3 separate regions of the Zea mays genome follow, and regions 1 and 3 are each linked to region 2. A link is a contact called in public Hi-C data. All regions are on one chromosome and are shown on one strand. The core of a region is the stretch at or near the end of the contact, and the rest is flanking DNA. Distances in the headings are between cores, read along the strand shown. Region 1 holds the start of LOC100274306 (putative carboxylesterase 11). Region 2 holds the start of LOC103650874 (structural maintenance of chromosomes protein 2-1). Region 3 holds the start of LOC103652347 (GRAS family protein RAD1).

Region 1 (3,354 bases), core at 378-2,877, 240 kb after region 2:
ATAATCGTGTCGGGCCGGATCAGCACTACGGGCTGAGGCTACGGCCTAAACACGACACAACGATCGTGTCGGGCTGGCCCAGACACTATTAAATAGGTCGTGCTCTGGACCAGCCTATCAGACACGACTCATTTGGCCATCTATACCTCCGCACGATAATGATGGTCCTCGTCTCAATTGTCGCCATCTCGTTCGTCATCCTACTTCTTTTCTCTCTCCCCTCAGGCATCCGCCTCCGTACCATGCATTCTCGGTAGAGGGCGTGGAAGCAGGCGCCACCTCCCCATATTCGTCCGACACCAGCTCGACACTGGCCCGCGCAGTGGCTATCGCACGTCCACGAGGGTGTTTCACAGCACGCACGCACCATCGTTTTCGCCGTCGTCGGACGTCCCATTCGTCTTCCCGGCCTTCGCCATGTTCTTCCTCCCCAACCTGCTGCCCCTGCCCACAGTCGCAGCCGCGAGCCGACCGACACTCGTCGACGCGGGTACGGGCGAGTCGATCTTGTTCCTGGCTTTTCTTCGTGCGTGTCGCCGAGGAGAACACGATGGTGCCTACCACACTTAGGTTATCTTGACGATAACGAGTCCAGATCTGAGATATTGGACAACCAAAGCCTGTAGCGCGGCAGCAGTCGACATATGCTATGGAGTTGGTGGTGGTGTTGTGTCGCCTCGGCGGGTCCAGGGCTAGAAGGCACTCGCATTTTCTCGCCCTTTTCGGACTGACGCCTGGTGCGGGTGCCTCTCGATTTGGAGCTGCTCTGGCTGAGCTTCTTTCTCCGCTTGCGTGCTCTCTCCCTTTATGTATCTAGCGGTATACTAGGTATGTCTCCTCCAGATGTCTATGTCTTCGTCGTGTCCTTCTCCGGCAACAAACATGTATGACTGTCTCTTCCCTTTCTTTCCTGGTCTATGAAACCTTAGAAGTGGGGGAGGCAAGGGATGTGGTCCCTGATTTATTGTATATGGTACTTATTTGATGGCTCGGCATCGCCTGTTTTACTGTTTATATGAGCTTTCCTTTACCACGATGTCAACTCGCTTAGTCAAATAAAAAAATTATGCAGAGAGCAGAGACAATCAATAAAAAATCTTGAGATTGTTGTGAGTCGTCGTAACATACAGACAATCGACTAGTACTTATTTATATAATATATAAAAACCGTATTAAATCACGGACAACTGCATGAGAGGGCAGCGGCACTGCGGCAGGGCAGTGAAAAGCTGAAAACTAGACGCAGACAGGGAGCGGAGGCGGAGCGGGGTTTGAATTGAATCCAGTCGAGGCGAGGCGGCACCGTCAGTCCGTCACGTTGGGAGGGACACTCGTCCAAACTCGAAAGCCAACGCACCACACAAGCACCAGCCTTCCCATCTTTTCCTTCCTTCCACCTCTTCCTCCTCTGTCACCCACCCCTGTTTCCTCTCGATTGTTCGTTAGTTCCTTGCTTGCCTCGCCAGACAGCCTCTATCCTCCTCCCCCTCCCCCGTATCCGTCGAGTAGCACCTTACGCTGCCGCCGTCGTCATCCGGGCGACCACCCTGCCAACCACCATTTCGCTCCGCCCGCCTCGCTTTTCCCTCCCCCCAACCAACCACTCCCCTCGTCCCACTTCTTGCGTCACCGACCCAATCCGATCCTATCCCACCCGCACGGCCGCACGGCAACCCGCCGCCGCCGCCCGAGATCCCGCCCCAGTGTTCCGTCCCGTGTGATGCGCGGATCCGGCTGAGGGCGAGCCATGCCGAGCGTCGGCGTGAAGATCTACAGCGTCTTCTTCAAGCTCTTCCTCCGCCACCGCCTCCAGTCGCTGGCCGCCGCCGCCGCGGGGGACCCCGACAACGCGGCCTTCGGCGTCTCCTGCCGCCCCGACGAGGCCACCGCGCCGCCCAACCCGGCCTTCTCCGCTGCCGCCGACGGCGTCGCCTCCAAGGACCTCCACATCGACCCCAACTCATCGCTCTCCGTCCGCATCTTCCTCCCCACGCCCCCGCCGCCTTCCCCGCACGCCCACCTCCTCGCGCACGCGCACCCGCGCCGCGCCAGCGACCCCACCCCGACGACCCCCGCGCCCGCGCCCGCCAACGGCGCGCCGTACCGAGGGTACCTCCCGCACGCCGTCTCCTCGCCGCGCGCCGCCGCGTCGGCGCGCCGGAGGCTGCCCATCGTCGTGCAGTTCCACGGCGGCGGCTTCGTCACCGGGAGCAACACTGCCGCGGCCAACGACGCCTTCTGCAGGAGGGTCGCCAAGCTCTGCGATGCCATTGTCGTCGCCGTGGGGTACAGGCTTGCGCCAGAGAGCCGATACCCTGCCGCGTTCGATGACGGGGTCAAGGTGCTCAAGTGGATCGCCAAGCAGGCCAATCTCGCCATGATGACCAAGGTCGGGGGTGGTGTTGACACCTTCGGTGCATCCACTGTTGAGCCGTGGATTGCTGCACATGGTGATCCAGCTAGGTAAATGTTACTGATCCTCCTGTTTATGTAGCTGCATAGATGTGTGATTGTGCGCTAAACTTTACTAATTGATAGGGTAAATGTTACTGAACCTCCAATTTATAGCTGCATAAATGTGTGCTAAACTTTACTAATTGATGAGGCAATGGTAGGGATCATGAATCTGCAATGCCAAAATGACAATAAGTTCTGGAATCCAAGAATTTGTGTAAGAATCTTTTATTGCATTGCTTGAAGTTGCACGTAAAATGGTTAGTGGGCAAAAACGGTTGTTCACCTGTTCAACAAACATGCTTTTGTTCCCTTCAGATGATTTAAACGTCTAACACTTGATAGTTAAGCTTGGTCAACATGTCATATGTGGTTATGCTATCAATAAGAGGCTTCTCCAAACTATGCAAACATCAGTTAACCTTAACCATGACTCTTTTGTTTCAACTTAACGCTGGCACTTGTATGATGTGAATTGAAGCTTTCACATGTATTGAATAAATGACTGGAACTTTCGCAGAATTAAATATTGTATTCCATCATGGAAATGGAATCTCCTGAATTAGTATTATAACTCTTGTTTGTGTAACACCATATACAAGGGAGCTTCACTTGAGGAATTCCCTTAAATTCTGCTTTCTCTCGATCAACGAGTTACTGTTTCCCGTATACAATCTTGTGACTCTTATGGTTGTTCATATTCATGTGTCACCTTCATCTCACTCACATGAGAGTAAACCCCTTTATGTCACTGCTGCTACTTTATCCATTCAGCTGTTGAAATTCCTTTTTGTGTTAACTGTTGTATATTAGTATCACTGGAATTTGACTGTATGGTGTGTTCCTTGTCGCAGATGTGTTCTACTTGGTGCAAGCTGTGGTGCAAATATTGCTGATTAT
Region 2 (3,336 bases), core at 796-3,295:
AGTCGATCGGAGGGTTGGTCATCGTTGTCGTCACTAGCTCTGAGTTATCCCTTTGAGGATAGAGAGGCATCCTAATATGGATGTTAGACTAGGGACACTTGGAGCACCGAGGACTTAGAGCCGAGGAGGTGTTGCATCATCATCGTCATCTGAGTCATCAATTGGATCACTTTCCTCTTCATCGACCTAGGAGGGCTCAATTTCCCAGCAACAACTAGAGTCTCGAGGGCTTGTTTGATGAGCTACTTAGAGAAGTGGCTTTGTCTAGCTTCTTCGTCATCCTTGGTGGCCTAAGGCAGCTCTCGTGGAGGCCAACTAACGCGTACCCATACATAGGGTACCCTAAAATCAACATAAAAGGCACTCTTAGAGATTAAAACATCATATTGTCATGATGAACTCTGACCTAATATCTCGATCAGATGGAACCTAACCAAACCCAACCTCGGTGAGCCCTAATTCGACCCTCGACCAAAAACAAGCCAAACCAGGTGAGACACAACTAAGGGAGGTCTGACCAAAATCCCCAACCAAAGGCATATTGACCAAGAGAAACCTATTTGATATTCCCACAACCCGAATTATCGGCTAGGTCGAACGTGACCCCAAGCACGTTAGGACCAGTTGTCTAGGCGTACACTCTTGATAGAACACAATAGCTCGAGAGAAGCATGCAATTAAAGGAAGGGATGGTGCATTTTTTACTCTAAACACTTGTTGCATGCCTTTTACCCTGTCAAAGGATGACCATAAACATGTACCATACGGACAACTTCGAGCCGCTTCTGTTCGATTGCCTATCTCTTGGAAATACAAGGAAAGGTAAGGCGGACAATAATGAGCTGTACAAGGATGCTCCTCGAGGACACACAACATGATCATGTAACTAATCTATATACTATATTTAGCCTGGCGTTTTTTTGTTGTGCTAGGCATACCAAACCAAGCCAAACGACATGTTTGGACATCTAAGGATGTGTTTGGTTGCCTGGTTTTTGCGTTGTCTGAGTCAGACTTTAGGTGTGTGAGATGTGTGTTTGGTTATTTGTGGGTAGGTGTAGAGTAAGATTCGGACGATACTTACAATATTCTAGACCATACTCTAAAAATCGACTAGATTGATCACATCTAGGTTATCTCCAACCATTCCCCTTCCCAAATCCCCCATTCATACTTTCTATTTTTATTTAAATACCTCCCCTCAACTATTTAACTGGGCTATTTTATCCTCATCTCCAACCATTTCCCCTATTCAGTTCCCCTTTTATCATTTAACTGGGCTATTTTACCTTTACACTTCAGTTTTTGGAGTTTCAAAAAATACTACCGTATTTCTAGTACCATAATACACATTGTTATATGGTAATAAAACTAAAAAATGTTAATTTTACACTAAATACAATCAATTAGTGGAGAGAGGGAGATTAGAGCTCCCCCTCTCTAAGGGGAAAATGGTTGACACACCCTCTTGACTTCTCCAGGGGGCGACGACGAGGGCGCTGTTTGACGTAGGCGTGTCCCTTTTGTAAAGTCCACGGTGAAAGGGGGAGCGGGAGGGTGGCTCGTAGGAGCAAAGGGTATCTCCAGCATCTTACTTATTTTCATATTTATATTTAAACTACAATATACAAACAATGTAATTTACAGTACAAAACAATACAAATGAATAATTTTTAGAAAATATGTTGAAATCAGTCAAATACTACCTGATTGGTTGCCTGAGCATCACAGGCCAGGCTTGTGCCATCTAGGTCAGCTAGAAATGGAAGTTTTTGACATATGAGCAGATGCAGTCAAATAACCTCAAAATGATTTTTTTTTTGTATTCATTCGTGCAACCCACGCTTCAAATATAGAGACAACCAAATAAAAACCTAAATAAAGTCAATGCACGCAATGGCGCAAGATGAGAAAGTACGATTAACCAATCACGCAAAAAATGAATTATTTTGTATATACTCGTACAATTCACGATTCAAATATATAAACAACCAAATAAAGACTTAAATAAAGTCAATACATACCATGACTTAAGACCAGAAAGCACGACTAAATAATCGGACGAATAGCTACTAGGCTCCGGTCAGAGGGACACGAGAATAGCTCGTCAATTCGTCATCGCTCGATGCTCGATGCCTCGATCTCGGCCACTCGGCTGCTCTCCACACACGGCCGGGTGACAAGTGACGCTCCCCTCCATCGCTTCCACTTCGAAACATTTCGAATTCCTCAACCCCCGAAAGGGCGAAAACCCCAACGCCTCCAAAAGTTTCCCGCCCGAGCCCCTCGAACCCTAGTACCATCACCGACTGGCGACGCCTCGCCGGCGGCCGGCGAGATGCACATCAAGGAGGTAACTCTCGAGGGGTTCAAGTCGTACGCGGGACGGACTGTGGTGCCGGGGTTCGACCCGCTGTTCAACGCCATCACCGGGCTCAACGGTTCCGGCAAGTCCAACATCCTCGACTCCATCTGCTTCGTGCTCGGCATCACAGATCTCCGTCAGGTACGCGCTGCCTCGCTCCAGGAGCTCGTCTACAAGCAAGGCCAGGCCGGGGTCACCAAGGCTACCGTGTCCATCGTCTTCGACAATTCCGACCGCTCCCGCTCCCCGCTCGGCTACGAGGACTCCCCGGAGATCACTGTCACGCGCCAGGTTACACATCCCTTCGCCGTCTTCATTACTTCAAGCGGCCTTCTGAAGCGTACCCTTGCTACTGCATGTTTGAGTTCCTTTTGTGTGCGTGTGTGTGTGTGTGTGTGTGTGTGTGGGGGGGGGGGGGGGGGGGGGGGGGTAGGTGATTTGGGGTTTGCGCCACGATTTTGATTTGCATATCCTCAATTTCGGCGCTGATGTGTCAAGTTGGATTAAGATGCTGCCCTGCGAACTCCGAAGAGGAGCTGCTGCATGAGGTGGTTTCAGGTAAAAGGAGATGGTGACTTGCGATGTCTGGAGCTGGAATTTTGAGGAGGTTGTGTGATTTCATCCTTCACGTCTAAGTTGTTGAATACTTGAATTTCTTGATGCCAGGGTTCAATTGTTTGTATGTTTTTTGGTTTTTGTGAACTGGAATCGTTTTGTATTTTTTGTACACTGAAGCGTTGGAGATGGCGATTCTGAGTTTGAATTTTGATATGAAGTACCTTTTGTCTCGTTGCTAAAAACTGTAGCTAACTGAGGTTTAGTGTCTGTTAAATATGTTGTTCCAAGTGCTCAACTGGATGTGTTCATGGAAGTCTGTAATTACTAATCTGCTATGCGTGCTGAATTAAATCTGTGTCTAGCTTGTTGTTTTTCAGTTTTTCAGTCAAACACCTAGTTGATGTGTATGAATC
Region 3 (3,047 bases), core at 173-2,672, 150 kb after region 2:
TCCTGCTCGACGAGGACGAACGCCTTGGGCGACAACTTGCGGATGGTCTGGAGCACGGAGTTGAGCGCCCCGCGGCTCTCCTTCACCACGCAGTGCAGCTCCAGGACGCTGTTGATGGCCACGGCCTCGTCAGCGGCGATCCCGAGGTCGTCGATGTGCAGGCTCTCGAGGCTGCGGTCGACCGCCCTGAACTCGAGGCACATCCCGAGCCCCTCCGCGTACGCCAGGAGCTCCCGGCCGACGGCTCTCATGGCGTCCGCAGGGGCGCCGACGGCGGTGACGCGCACGCGCGCCGGCCTGGCGGCGGCGCCCGCGCGGGCGGCGAGGCCGTCGAGGAGGGCGCGCCACTGGTGGGCGCGGTCCAGGCCCAGCGTCATGCCCAGGTCCAGCACGTGGACGTTGGTCTCCCCCTCGAAGGCCTCCAGGATGGAGGCGTTGGCCACGAAGTGCGCGAAGCGCAGGTACGGGCACAGGTCGTAGGCCAGCGCGAGCGCCTCGGCGCGCGCGCCGCCGTCGCGGCCCGCGCACGACGGCGGGATGCAGAACGCCATGCTGGCCGGGCCCAGCGCCGGCGGGTGAGCCAGCGCCAGGCGGTCCGCCAGGCCCTGCACGAAGCAGGACGCGACGCGCTGGAACGCCGTGCCGTGCACGGGCGCGCCGGCCTGGAGCTCCCGCAGCAGCGCCGCGGCCTGCGCGCGGTCGCGGCACGCCACGGCCTCGGCGCACGCGACCAGCAGCTGCACGAGCCGCATCCCGTCCGCGCCGCCCCCGCTCCCTCGGCCGCCGCCGCCGCCGCCGCCATCCCCTACTACGGCGCCCCCGTCCTCGGCTTCCTGGAACGCCACCAGCGGCGACTCCATGGCCTCCATGGCCTCGACCTTCTGCTTGCAGCTCTCGAGAACGTCCCAGAACCTCTTCTTCCTGACGCGCGACGACTCGGCGGCCGCGGCGCGAGCCAGCGGCCATGACAGCTGGTAAGGCGAGCTGTAGTAGTCGACCCTGGTGGCCTTGGAAGCCTGGAAGCCGAGCTCTACCTCGTCGCCGTCGAACGCTGCGTCCTGCTGACGGTCAGTGACATAGTAGTAGGGGAAGCCCAGCCCCGGTTCGGTGCAGACCACGGAGTCGTGCTGTGGCAGATGATGAATCTGCTGGGAGGTGACATAGGAGGAGGAGGTGGTGGTGAACGAGTTGGGCGTGCTCGTGCATGGTTGCTCAGATGTGCCCATGTGTGCTAGTTCTTGTTTACTCCTTGGCGGCATCAGTTAGGCTTAGACCTTTTGTTCAGTTATTAGGCTTATGGCCTTGTTTGTGAAGGCAAATGGGTTGCACCAACCAGCATGTATTTATAGTGGGTACTAGTTGGTTTCTCTCTCTCTGTATTCTTCTATTTGTTTTCTGCTACTAAACAGCTAGAAAAGCTACTACATATATGTAACACAACTAAGGTTTGCCTGTCTCCTTTCATTTTTTTTAAAGTGCTGAAAGACTTGGTATTCGATCTCTGCAAAGAAAATTTTATTCTGAAACATGGCGCAAAAAAATGCATAATCATCTGGCGGCGTCTAAGTTAGTTTGGATGGAATAACAAAATCGCGCACACAGATCCAAGTGTAAAAAAAAATAGTTATCTAAATTATCACTGTCCAGATTGTTGCGGCGATGGATACCACGAGATAGTTACGTAAGGAGGATCGCGTCCGTGGCACGGAATGTGTAGCAAGGCGAGGCGTTTTTAGCCCGCTTCCGGTTGGGCGCAGAGAAAGCTGTAAAACAGATGGCTCGAACGAAGCTGAAGCTGCTAGCTGTTGGTTTGCGTTGCGGCAGCAGTAGTGTGTGTAAATTATTCGTGGAATCCTATTACAATTAGTAGCACTACTAAGCGGAGCGCAGTGCTAGCGAAGGTTACAGGGGGGGGGGGGGGGGGGGGGGGGGACACATGAATTAGTCGCATCGTTAGGATCGAAGTTCTTGCCGCTAGCTCACATAATACTTGGGTCCGTACGACGACCAGTGCTGACGTTCGATCGTCACTATTTTCTTTCCTGGAAGAAACGGCCGCCGGGTGATCGATATACTACTGGCACGCATGGGAAGGTCGACCTCGTCGCCTCGAAAAAATGTTGGTGTCCAGCTGCACGTATATAATCAGAGACGTACGTCCGCAAGATTGTTTCGTTCGCACACCGAGGGCGGGCGGATGCAGATGCAGTGGCCACCAAACACGTGCAATTGGTTTAATTTGCTTCGCCTAGCTCGCTCGCTTCATCGTCGCAGAAAAATACTAGTGTGGCCAAAACTATATTGGACCCCTCGACAAAAAACGTCAGCAGCGACGCCATCTTGGCTCGTCTCCACCGATCGCGGCCGACCACACCGAGGACGCCGGGAAGAAGAAGAAGAAGCTGGAAGACGTGCGATCATCGACGATGCGGGCGCGCAGGAGCTGGCGGCCGTTTATTGACAGCAGGTGACCTAGCATTTCCGTCAGCTATGATATGCAGTGTTGGGGGGGGGCTCCAGTCGTTCCATGTGCCGAGCAGCTGGGCACGATGCGTACGTGCGCGGGAGAGCCTGTGATAGTTGCCGCCGTGAAACACGTTGGATTCTCACCATCTCACCCTCTCGTCTCACACGATATATACCCCCTCTCTGGGACAAGCTAGGGCCCCGTTTCAATCTCACGGGCTAAACTTTAGCTTCCTGCTAAACTTTAGCTATATGAATTGAAGTGCTAAAGTTTAGCTTAAATTATCACCATTAGCTCTCATGTTTAGATTATAAATGGCTAAAAGTAGCTAAAAATAAGCTGCTAAAGTTTATCTCGCGAGATTGGAACAGGCCTTAGATCTAGTTATCCATTCAAAATACTCTACCTCACCTATCTTAACCCTTAGTTTATGCATGTTCCAATAATCCTCGTGAGAAGATAATATCGTACACTTGTGTTCGTGGATTGTGTTACTTGTGAGTGTTGCTCACAATGAAGTTTGGCTATTTATATAAAATGCATTTATATACTTCTTTATAACACTCAGGTGGCCGAGTAA

Evidence for each region. A called contact is a pair of places that touch in the nucleus more often than the background predicts.
Region 1: a Hi-C map of leaf shows a contact between it and region 2, with 2.2 times the contacts expected there. The contact joins the promoter of LOC100274306 here to the promoter of LOC103650874 in region 2. A contact is called at or near these places in 2 of 25 Hi-C or Micro-C datasets (both in leaf).
Region 3: a Hi-C map of leaf shows a contact between it and region 2, with 2.5 times the contacts expected there. The contact joins the promoter of LOC103652347 here to the promoter of LOC103650874 in region 2. A contact is called at or near these places in 2 of 25 Hi-C or Micro-C datasets (both in leaf).

What each region holds. Positions count from the first base shown.
Region 1 is chr3:170,913,875-170,917,228 of Zm-B73-REFERENCE-NAM-5.0, forward strand. It overlaps LOC100274306 (putative carboxylesterase 11), which reads left to right and starts at 1,628. Exons shown (of 2, transcript NM_001148669.1): 1 at 1,628-2,463; 2 at 3,309-3,354. The coding sequence starts at 1,748.
Region 2 is chr3:170,670,109-170,673,444 of Zm-B73-REFERENCE-NAM-5.0, forward strand. It overlaps LOC103650874 (structural maintenance of chromosomes protein 2-1), which reads left to right and starts at 2,046. Exons shown (of 20, transcript XM_008676465.3): 1 at 2,046-2,656. The coding sequence starts at 2,126.
Region 3 is chr3:170,816,115-170,819,161 of Zm-B73-REFERENCE-NAM-5.0, forward strand. It overlaps LOC103652347 (GRAS family protein RAD1), which reads right to left and starts at 1,423. Exons shown (of 1, transcript XM_008677953.3): 1 at 1-1,423. The coding sequence starts at 1,259.